Linked DNA regions of Mus musculus: all the other regions are linked to region 1. A link is a contact called in public HiChIP or PLAC-seq and Micro-C data. All regions are on one chromosome and are shown on one strand. The core of a region is the stretch at or near the end of the contact, and the rest is flanking DNA. Distances in the headings are between cores, read along the strand shown.

The links. Hi-C and Micro-C count contacts between places; a contact is called where the count stands out from the background. HiChIP or PLAC-seq counts read pairs in DNA pulled down with a chosen protein or histone mark.
Region 2: a contact with region 1 is called in a FOXA1 HiChIP or PLAC-seq map of pancreatic cancer cells. The contact joins the promoter of Elof1 here to the promoter of Spc24 in region 1. A contact is called at or near these places in 1 of 39 promoter capture datasets (hippocampal neurons), 4 of 115 datasets of contacts at active chromatin or transcription factors (the 230-238 cell line, the SCID.adh cell line, embryonic limb bud and 1 more) and 2 of 9 other capture datasets (liver and pancreatic islet).
Region 3: a Micro-C map of embryonic stem cells shows a contact between it and region 1, with 2.4 times the contacts expected there. The contact joins the promoter of Elavl3 here to the promoter of Spc24 in region 1. A contact is called at or near these places in 4 of 484 Hi-C or Micro-C datasets (cardiomyocytes, cerebral cortex and embryonic stem cells) and 2 of 115 datasets of contacts at active chromatin or transcription factors (large pre-B cells and microglia).

The regions. Positions count from the first base shown.
Region 1 is chr9:21,758,566-21,761,933 of GRCm38.p6, forward strand. It overlaps Spc24 (SPC24, NDC80 kinetochore complex component, homolog (S. cerevisiae)), which reads right to left and starts at 1,738. Exons shown (of 5, transcript NM_026282.6): 1 at 1,554-1,738. The coding sequence starts at 1,713.
Region 2 is chr9:22,115,673-22,119,040 of GRCm38.p6, forward strand. It overlaps Elof1 (ELF1 homolog, elongation factor 1), which reads right to left and starts at 1,523. Exons shown (of 3, transcript NM_001357311.1): 1 at 1,438-1,523.
Region 3 is chr9:22,050,276-22,053,643 of GRCm38.p6, forward strand. Elavl3 (ELAV like RNA binding protein 3) reads right to left here and starts at 1,748. Exons shown (of 7, transcript NM_010487.2): 1 at 1,315-1,748. The coding sequence starts at 1,323.

The DNA of each region.
Region 1 (3,368 bases), core at 488-2,987:
TATCTTATGGTATTGGGTTTGAATTTAGAGCCTCCATCACACATGCTAGGCAAGCACTGTACTACCTACGCAGAACCCACCTCAAAAGGCATGTGGGGTGGGACCTGGGTGAGGGTGACAGAGGGTTTCTCTGTAGCTAATTATGTAACTGAGGTTAGCCTTGAATTCTCAGCAGCCTCCTGCTTCGGTCTCCCAAATTCTAAGAGCACATGTTCAAGCCGCTAATGACTCATTCAAAGAAGAAACAGCAGGTTTGCGTGTGGAGGTCAGAGGACAAGCTGCAGGGGTCAGTTCTACCACCTGGCTCCCAGGAATCAAACTTAACATCGTCAGGTAGGCACCAAGTGTCTCTACCCAGTGAACCATCCTGCCAGCCCTCAGGTTTTTACTTCATTACTACTGCTTGCTCCCAAGGCCTCCTGTAGCCACATGTGTTCTCTCTGAGCTACAATCTCAGAGATAAAACTTCTCATTTTACTTTTGGTCTTCTGTCAATCAGGCTGCTTTGAATTCCTTCCAGCCTTCCATTCCTGACCCTCCTGCTTGTCTCTGGAACACTGGTCTGACAGGCCCATTCTGCCATGCCTGGCATGGAACCCAGGGTTTCATGCATGCCAGTCAAGTGTATCCCTGCCCCCTCAACAGTTTCAGGTTTCCCCCAATATCTTTGCAGAAACCCCTCCCCAGTCCCGCCCATGTTACCCCTCCTAATGATAGAAAGCATTTGTCTCCTCAGCCCATCACTGCAGTACAAATGTTATCCTGTCTCCTCTCCAGTAGGATGCCAGCCACCAAGGGACTCCTTCCCTGCTGTCACCCGAGGTCCAGCTCACGGCAGGCTCTGTTCACAAGTCTATTGGGAAGGCACGAAACTTTAAAAAATGTTCCCAGGGCCGGACGTGGTGGCGCATGCCTTAAATCCCAGCACTTGGGAGGCAGAGGCAGGCGGATTTGAATTCGAGACCAGCCTGGTCTACAGAGTGAGTTCCAGGACAGCCAGGGCTACACAGAGAAACCCTGTCTTGAAACAAAACAAAACAAAGTTCAAACAAACCTTTGACAGGGAAGGACACTGAGATGGGAGATTGCTCACACCTGTGACCAAGGCACTGAGGAGCTGAAAGGTTCTTTGAATTTCTCAGCTAAGTAGTTCTCTACTAGTCAGAGCTACATTTAAGCCTGAGTCCTGGAAAGTTAATAAAGGGTCGTGCCCTGCTAACTCTATATTTAATTACGCTTAAGTCCCTAGATGACAACCGTTGTCATGACAACGGTTTCACCGGTGGAGAAATCAAGGCTCGGGTGTGACTGCTCTCCCTCGGAAGACCCTCAAGAACGGCGAGCAGGAGTGGAGGTGGGGGCTGGATCATAAAGACTTCCAAAGGCGCCTGAGCTACGAAGTACGATCGTATAGAGTCGCGCATTGTGAGCTATGACACTTATCTGGACGCCTCTGAGCCATGGCAATTGTCAGATGGGGAAACTGAGGCCCAGGAGTACCAGCTCCCCCCGAGAAGTCCCCCGGGGCTGGGGCGCAGGGGACCGGCCCTCACCCCGAAGCTGCCGGTAGGCGCCGTCCTGCATCTCCAGCAGCCGCTCCATCATCTGCTCGTAGCTCCCGAGCAGCCGCCGCTGCTGCGCCTCGGCGCGGTTGGCCCCCAGCAGGCTCAGTAGCCAGTTGCTCACCTCCACCATGTCGCGGAAAGCCGCCATGACTGATCGCGCCGAGTCCGAACCCGCGCAAATTCGTCTCACCACGGGCCCCGCCCCCTCCCCAGAGCGCATAAGTCTCATTGGATCGTTCCTACGTCCGTCTCCTGCAGGACTCAATCAGCGAGGGGACAGAGCGCTTCGGAAGGAGCGGCCATTTTGTGGAGATCCTGTGCGAAATTTCTTCTGTCACTCAGGTGTGAGGATCAATCATCGTAGGCGGGGGAGGGGGGGGGGCGGCGGCGCGGGGGGGGGGCGTGTCACACGTGGCCAGTTTGCGATTGGCCTGGTACGCGTGCGTCGATTGTCGGGCTATGAACTCCGGGGAGAGTCCAGGGCGTTAGGAGTCTGTTGCGCATGCGTAAACTGGAAAGCTGCGCGACTCTTAGAGAAATTTGCAGGTATCAGTCGCTGCTTGAAGGGCAATGTAACGGATGGTTTATTATTTTTGCTTGTTTTTTTTTTTTAGTTTACTTTAGGAATATATTAATTATACATAAAACTGGGATTCATTGGGTTTATTTTTTTCTTGGCGGGGGTTGGGATGTGTGAGCTGTGAGATGTTGAGACTATGTAGAACTGGCTGTCCAGGAGCTCTTTGTTAGAGATCCATCTACCTCTGCCTCCTAGTGGTTGGATTATAGGAACATGCCACCACAATCATTCACCAGTCTCTATTTTTTAGGCTTATTTCTCTTTCTTTAATGTGTATGGGTAAACGTTTTGCCTACATGTATGTATGTGTCAGCAGAGGTCATAAAAGGGCATCTGACCACTTGGAGCTAGATATGGATGGTTGTGAGCCATCATGTGGTGCTGGGAGCCAAACCCTGGTTCTCTACAAGAGCATCCAATGTTCTGGGAAGGCAGAGGCAGGCAGATCCCAGAGTTTGAGGCCAGCCTGGTCTACAAATAAAGCTCCAGGAGAGCCAGGATTATATAGAGACCTTGTCTCAAAAATAAAATAAAATAAAATCTTTAAGTAGGAGTCTAGCATGTATCTAGCATGTAGCACTCAGGTGATGGGAGCTTGAGGATGGAGGTAAATTCCAGGCCAGCCTGGGCAACAAGAGCAGTGAACCCCGAAGCTGAGCATGGTGGCTCAGGAATCAGGAGCCTAAGGAAGAGGAATTGCCATTCATGGGACTCCAGAGTGCTGAGTGAATTCCAGACCAGCCTGAACTACAAAGTGAACCCTGTCTCCTTAAATACCTATACCCCAGAGCTGGAGAGATGGCTCAGCGGTTAAGAGCACTCACTCACTGCTTTCCCAGAGGTTCTGAGTTCAATTTCCAGCAACCACATGGTGGCTCACAACCATCTGTAGTGAGATCCAATGTCTTTTTTTTTTTTTTTTTGGGGGGGGGGTTTGAGACAGGGTTTCTCTGTATAGCCCTGGCTGTCCTGGAACTAACATTGTAGACCAGGCTGGCCTCGAACTCAGAACCTGCCTGCCTCTGCCTCCCAAGTGCTGGGATTAAAGGTGTGTGCCACCACTGCCCAGCTGATGCCCTCTTCTGGTGTGTCTGAAGAGAGCAATGGTGTACTCCTATACATAAAATAAATAAATAATCTTTTTAAAAAATACAACCCAGACAGACACAGACACTCACTTCTATCATATTCTCTGACACTCACTTCTATCATATTCTCTGACC
Region 2 (3,368 bases), core at 273-2,772, 360 kb after region 1:
AGATCCAAGTTTATCATCCACCTGCCCCTGTCTCTCCTGGGCTGGGATTAAAGGCGTGTGCCACCACCACCTGGCAACAGGAACACGCTTAACTGGATGAATTCAGCTGATAGTAGCCAAGCATGGATAAGGCTCTAGGGCAGGGGTCCTCAATCTGTGGGTTTTGAGGTCACATATCAGATACCCTGGATCCAGATATGGCAGACACAAAAGATAAAAATAAATAAATCTTTAATATATCTGTACTAATAGTTACAGATGACAGGCTCCTGAGAAAACTTGTAACTGGATGAATCCTATTTCTACGAGGCTATTAGAGCGAAATACAAATCTCTGAGCTGGGGCTACTTTGGGTGAAAGAGATCAGGAAAGACCTTCTCTTCTGGAGTCATTCCAGATGACAAAAGGCAGCTTTGATGACAAGACAGCCAGGAAGAGTCTGAGCCAGATGAAGGGTTTTCTCGTCGTTTTACTTCAGAACGAATGGCTGAAGCTCCCGGAGCAACGGAGACAAAAGTGTGAGACACACAAAAGGAAAGGCCAAACCCTCACGGTGAAGCGTTGCCTGGTGCCGAGCCCAGCTGTCAACTGTCTAGGTGGATGTGTTTGCATCCCCTCCCATCTGGCCCTGGCAACCAGCTAGCTACAACGGAATCGCAGGCGGGGCAGGCGGGGCATCTTAGTCGATCCTGTCTCAGCTGCTATGGGCACTGCTGCCAAGCCAGAAAAGCTGAATTTGGAACCCTAACCCACGTAAAGGTGGAAAGCGAGGATGTATTTCCCAAGTTGTCCATTAACTTCTGTACACATTCTACTACACATATAGGGAAAAATGTAGGACAAAAGATTTCTAACACTTTCAAAATAGGGCAAGGGAGATGGCTTGGCAGGTGAAGTTGTTGGCTGCCTCTCTCTCTCTCTCTCTCTCTCTCTCTCCCGCGCGCGCACACACACACAGCATCCAAAACAAACTCACGATCACCTTAAAACTCCTCAAAGCTCCTCCGGCGTCTGCCACCCTGCCCATCAATCTCTGAGGAAGGATTTCACTTGGTCACTGCTGTATCCCCAGGACGCACAGTGCTTGGTATACCTTAGGCACTTAATAACTACTTGTTGAACAAATCAGTGAATTGCCCGGAATCTGTCTCTGTGGGGCCCCAGAATCCCACCGGCAAACCGCAGCCTGCGAACGAGCCATGGTGTCCCGAGGCGACCGGGACGGCGGGAAGGGATCTGGGCAGAGCGACGGCGTCCGCCTCACCCAGGTTTCGGTGGCGCCGCCCGCTCGCCCAGCTGCAGGGATCCAGGGGTCAGGCTCCCCACGAGGCCGTCCTCAAAGCCATGCCCCGGCCTCAGCTCTACGCCCTGCGGGTGATCTAGAGAAGAGCGCCGGTCCGCCCGGCCCAACGCCCGCCCGCGAGACCCTACACTTACTTGTACCAGCCCTGCCTCTCAGCCAAGGCCGCTTCACCCAGGAGACGCTAACTTCCGGCCCCTAACGGAAACGGAAATATCGCTTTGGGTTTCCCGCCCACTCCTTAACCAATTAAATGCGCGTGTAGACCCCGCCTCCAACTACCTGGCTCCGCGCAATTGTTACAGCGCATGCGCCACAGTCCTGCTCAATCACAAGCAAAATCCTAGGGGTGTTCGTGATCGCGAGGAGCGGTGGCTCCACCTGTACTCATCCTGGTTAAGGTCCTCACCTGTAATCATCTTCCTGGATTCGTCTCACTTGTCTTACCTCCTTGAAACCCTAGATTTTCCCTACCCTCCATGCTCACTCCAATATCCTAGCCCTAGAAGAGACGAGTTGGGAGAGGGAGGGGATCAGCGGGATTGTGAGACAGGAGAACGGGTAAGGGGGTTTAATGGTCAAAATACATTGTACTAGTCAGAGTTCTCTACAGTCACAGAACTTATGGAATGTCTCTATATTGAGGGGATTTATTGTGATGACTTAACAGTCTGTAGTCCAACTACCCGAACGATGGTCAGCTGTGAATGGGAAGTCCAAGAATCTAGTAGTTCGTCGCTCAGTCCCACGAGGCCAGTTGGTTTAGCTGGTAAAGAAATAGAAATAGGTTCCAACAGACGTACTGGCAAGTAAATGCAAGCAGGCGAAGAAAAGTGAGCCTTCCTTCTTCCAGGGTCCTTATATGGGCCTCCAGCACGCTTGTCAGGTAAGCTTGAAGACAGGAGCTTGAATCCCTAGCATCTACAGAAAAGCCAGGTAGGCTTGGTTACCCGCCTGTAATCCAAGCCTGCAGGAGACAGGATCCCCAGGGCACGGTGACTAGCCAGATGAGGTGAGTTCTGGGTTCAAGAGACACTGCGTTACATCAATATGTAAGATGGAGAGATGTGAGGGTCTGGCTTTCACATGCAGACCCTCACAAATATACCTGCTGAGTACATACTTCTTTTCTTAATTAAAGGCTCTGACCAGCAAGATGGCTCAGCGGGTAAAGGCAATTCTTAACACACACACACACACACACACACACACACACACACACACACGGAAAGTGCTTAGCTGTGTCACACGTTGTTACGCATGCTTTAAAGAGAATGCCCTATAGGGGGCAGTGCCATCCTTGGAACTGCCTTTTCTGAAGACCATTTCTGGTTGGCAGCATCTACTCACACAGGAGTGTAGTGGTTCAGGACTTAAATCCCAGTACTCAGAAGGCAGAAACAAGATCTGTGCTAGTTCTTAACCAGCCTGGGCTAATGTGAATAATTCAAAGCTAACCTTGGCAACAGTGGGAGGCTCACAAAAACAAAACAAAACCACAAATGCACGTGGGATAAGTCTATGCATGTTACCCTGTAGCTTGCCGACTTGATGAAATATCTTGCCTGCAGCGTGAGAGAAGACGAGTTTCTTCTGGCTCACAATTCAAGGGCATGGTCTGCGGCGACGTGGAAGACTGGCAGCAGGGGCTTGGGGCAGCCAATCACAGGGTTTCTCTCTATAGCCCATTCTGACAATGAAATCCTTCTATCTCAGCCTCCTGAGCTGGGATTACAGGTGTGTTCAACCATGCCGTGCTTTTGACTCCTAACCACAAGGACTTGGCCAGCCATCATGCCTCGTATCAAAATAAATAAAATCACAGAATTAAAATAAACAATCCGATGTCTTAGCCTGGCTTGTTGTAAGTCGTCATGCCAGCCTCTGTGGAGGCTGAAGCAAGAGGCTAAACAGATCAAGGTCAGCCTGGGCAACTTAGCTCCAGCCCCCAAAACTTAAAAAAAAAATCAAAGATAGGCATGGTAAATCGACCCTTTAATTTCTACACTCAGGATTGGGAAACGAGAAATCTGCATACACCAGAGACCAGCCTAACTTCACAGTGGTC
Region 3 (3,368 bases), core at 498-2,997, 290 kb after region 1:
GGTAAGAAAATAGCCTGAGGTCACACAGCAAGCTGAGCCCTTGGGAAGGCATGGGGAGGAGGTGGTTCTTTCTTAAAGCCAGGTGGCCTAGTGCCAGGGCCCAGGAGAGAGGAGACTCAAGATGGACTACTGAGCTTCCCGACCCCCACCGTGCACACCACGACTCGAAAAGGAGGCCGGGAACAACACTTGGTGTTCAGAGACACACAGGAAGAGATCTCCAAAGAGCGGAAAAGGTAGGCTGGGCGCGGGGACCAGACAAAGGACGCTTGGCGGCGCGGGGAGCTAGTCGCTCAGGGAGGCGGGGGTGGAGCCAGGGTGCGGTGAGCACTGGCCAGCCCCGCCCCGGGACACGCCCGGGCTGCGGGGTGGAGGTCCTAGGGCTCGCTTGAGGCCAGGTCCAGGGGGCCTAGGGGCGGGGCCTGGATGGGCGTGGCACGACAGGGCGTGGCATGTCGGGCGGGGCCGTGAGTTCGGGAGCTGACCAGCTCCGAGGCTGCTGAAAGCAACCGTGCGCCGGCCAGGCGGCCCGATTTGCGGGCGCGTTCAAGGTCACCCTGCGGCCCGGAGCCCTGACCGGGGAGGGCGCGTGCAGCAGGCCCTATGGAGTACTGCTGCAGCCCCGGACGCCCTCACCCGGAGGCAGCGGCCGGGGAACGGGGAGCCCCCCTCCCGCACTACCCCCCCCCCCGCAGCCCCAAGGCCCCGCGCGAGGCTACGGCCCGGCGGAGAAACAAAGGGATCACGGCGGCCGCCGCGAGGCCTCAGGGCGCCCCCTCCTCTTCCCCTCCCCGCTTGCCGCAAGGTCGACGGGGTTCGAGGACGAAGATGCCCGCCTTTCGGGTGCGGCTCGGGCTTAGAGCAGCGCGATCCGACGCCACCCGCCTCTCCATCTCCCCTCCCCCCCAAAAAGCTCTCAGAGAAGGCCGAGTGGCATTACCCGGACCAACAGTGGGAGATCGTGGCCCTTGTCCTCCTGGGCGGCCTGCGGGTCTGGGCCTGGGATGCTGGAAGCATCCTCCGCCGCCGCGGCCCCTCCCCCACAGCCTTCCAGTGAGGAGCCACAAGGACCACCGGGTGGCTGAGGGCACCCTGTACACAGCCTGGCTTTCCAAAGCCTCTCGAACCAGGCTCCACTCCCCAAAACTCCGGATGCAGCTCTGGCCACTCTCAGGCCCGAGGCGCGGTACTACCCCCCCCCCTCCCCTAGGCCTAGCTAGGCCTGGTCCTACCCCCCCACTCCCCGCGTTTCCGTGGAGCCAGCCTCCGCCCCTCCCTCCCGTGTTCGTCTCGCGGCGACAAGGGAGTACCTACAGTGACCATTCTTGTGTGCCCGGCGGGCGCGGTCCGTATCGAGGGCGGCTCCGGGGGTCGTGCACTCCTAGGGGGGCGCCTGGTGCTCACGCCGGGGTCCCGCCCGGGCGTCTGCGTCTGCGGCCGCTGCAGAGGAGGAGATGGAGGCGGCGGCGCCTTCGAAGGCCGGGAACTGACCCGAGCCTGGGGATGCGCGCTTCGACGGCCAGACCCCCAGCGGCAGGTGGATGGAGGGAGCGGGCACGCAGTGGAGGGTGCCCGGAGCGCGGCCCCGCCGGGCCTGAAGAAGTCGCTCTTTCTGTGACTGAGATCTCGGCAGCTCTGCCTTCTGCGGCGGGCCCTCAGTTCGGCCTGTCCCGTGCCGGGTGATGGGTCCTCTCCTCTCGCCCGCCCTCCCTCCCTCCCACCGGCCCGCGCTGCGCGCTCCGCGCTCTGGGTCGCACTGCCGCCGCCCCCAGCCCTTTATAGAGGCAGCTGCCAGCGCCGGCGTCGCTCATTGGCTGAGACGGTGGGTCTCCGCCTCCTCCCGGCTCCCGACGGCGCGGCAGGTGGAAGCGAGTGCGGGCCTAGACTCTGCGTGCCAAAAGAGAATAGGATGAGGCATCAGATCTTGGCTCTTTCTTGCCTGCGGACTCTGACTCTAGTCTTGACACCACTCTCGAGTATTACTTTAGCTTTGCCGACAAATTGGGTTCCCCTCTTCAGTCCAGCATCTAACTCTGAAGGGGTAAAAAACAGCCTTTGGTGACCCAAACACAACCAGGGGTGCATGGGTGATGTCTGGGAGGGCTGGGAAAGGGCAAACACTCAGACCCAGACCCGTTCTGCTAGATCCGAAGTGAACAGTTTTTGTTTCCACATGGCCTCTGGTGATATTAGAATACTAGGTGTGGTGAGCCAGGAAGGTAGTTTGAGTCTAGCATGGGCTACACAGCACTTTATGCTGATCTGGGCTACATAGCAAACTTCAGGCTGTTGCGTGCTGCTTAGGAGACCCTGGGTTTTTTTTTTTTTAATTAAAGAACAAAGAAAAGAAAATCTAAACAAACAAACAACAACAACAACAAAAAAACCCAAACCAAACCAACCAACCAACCAAACATAAAACAAAAGTAAGGTGAGCACGATGTAAGGCTAACTTTAGAAGATAGTCAGAGTGATCAAGAGTTCAAAGCCAGCCTGGGTTACATAAGACCGGTTCTCAAAAATAAATAAAATAAAATAAAACAAAACAGAAGGCTGCAGGAAGCTGGAAAGATAGCTCAGCAAGAAAAGGTTCTTGCCATACAGGCCTGGAAATCTGATGTTTGTTTGTTTGTTTTTTGAGACAGGGTTCCTCGGTGTAGCACTGACTGTCCTGGAACGTCCTTGATAGGTCAGAGTGGCCTCCAGCTCAGGTATCCATCTGCCTCTCCCAGGTGTTGGAATGAAAGATATTTGCCACCATGCTAGGTAGCGACCTGAAGTGTGATCCCCTGAACCCATGTAAAGAAAGAAAGAGAGAATCAACTCTACATGGTACACACACACACACACACACACACACACACACACACACACACACGCACATGCACACACACTAATAGTAATAAATTAAAAAAAAATGGGTTGAGGATTGGTTCAGTTACTAGCCCATGAAACCCCAGATCCGATCCCTAGCACCACATAAACAAGCCTGGAATCACAACACTGGGGGTGCTGAGGCAAAAGGGTCAGAATCTTAAAGTCAGGGTCAGTTATGTAGTGAATTCCAGGCCAGCCTAGGCTACATAGACCTTGTAGCAAAATGAACAAAAAACAAAGAAGAACAGCAACAGAAAAAAGAAAGAAAGGAAAAGTGGTGGCGAGGGAAATGATTGAGCGTTTAGGGTGGTCTTTATCATCCTTGGAAGGACACACATTGTGTTGGTTTTAAGTGTGCCAAGTACTCTAGACCTCAGAATGTGGGCGCTAGCACCTTTTCTGTCAGGGGGACATCACACTGCTCCGAAGCAGGTGAAGAGGTTTGTGCTAAAGGTTCGGTATGATAGATCCCCATTAGACTCATACAGCTT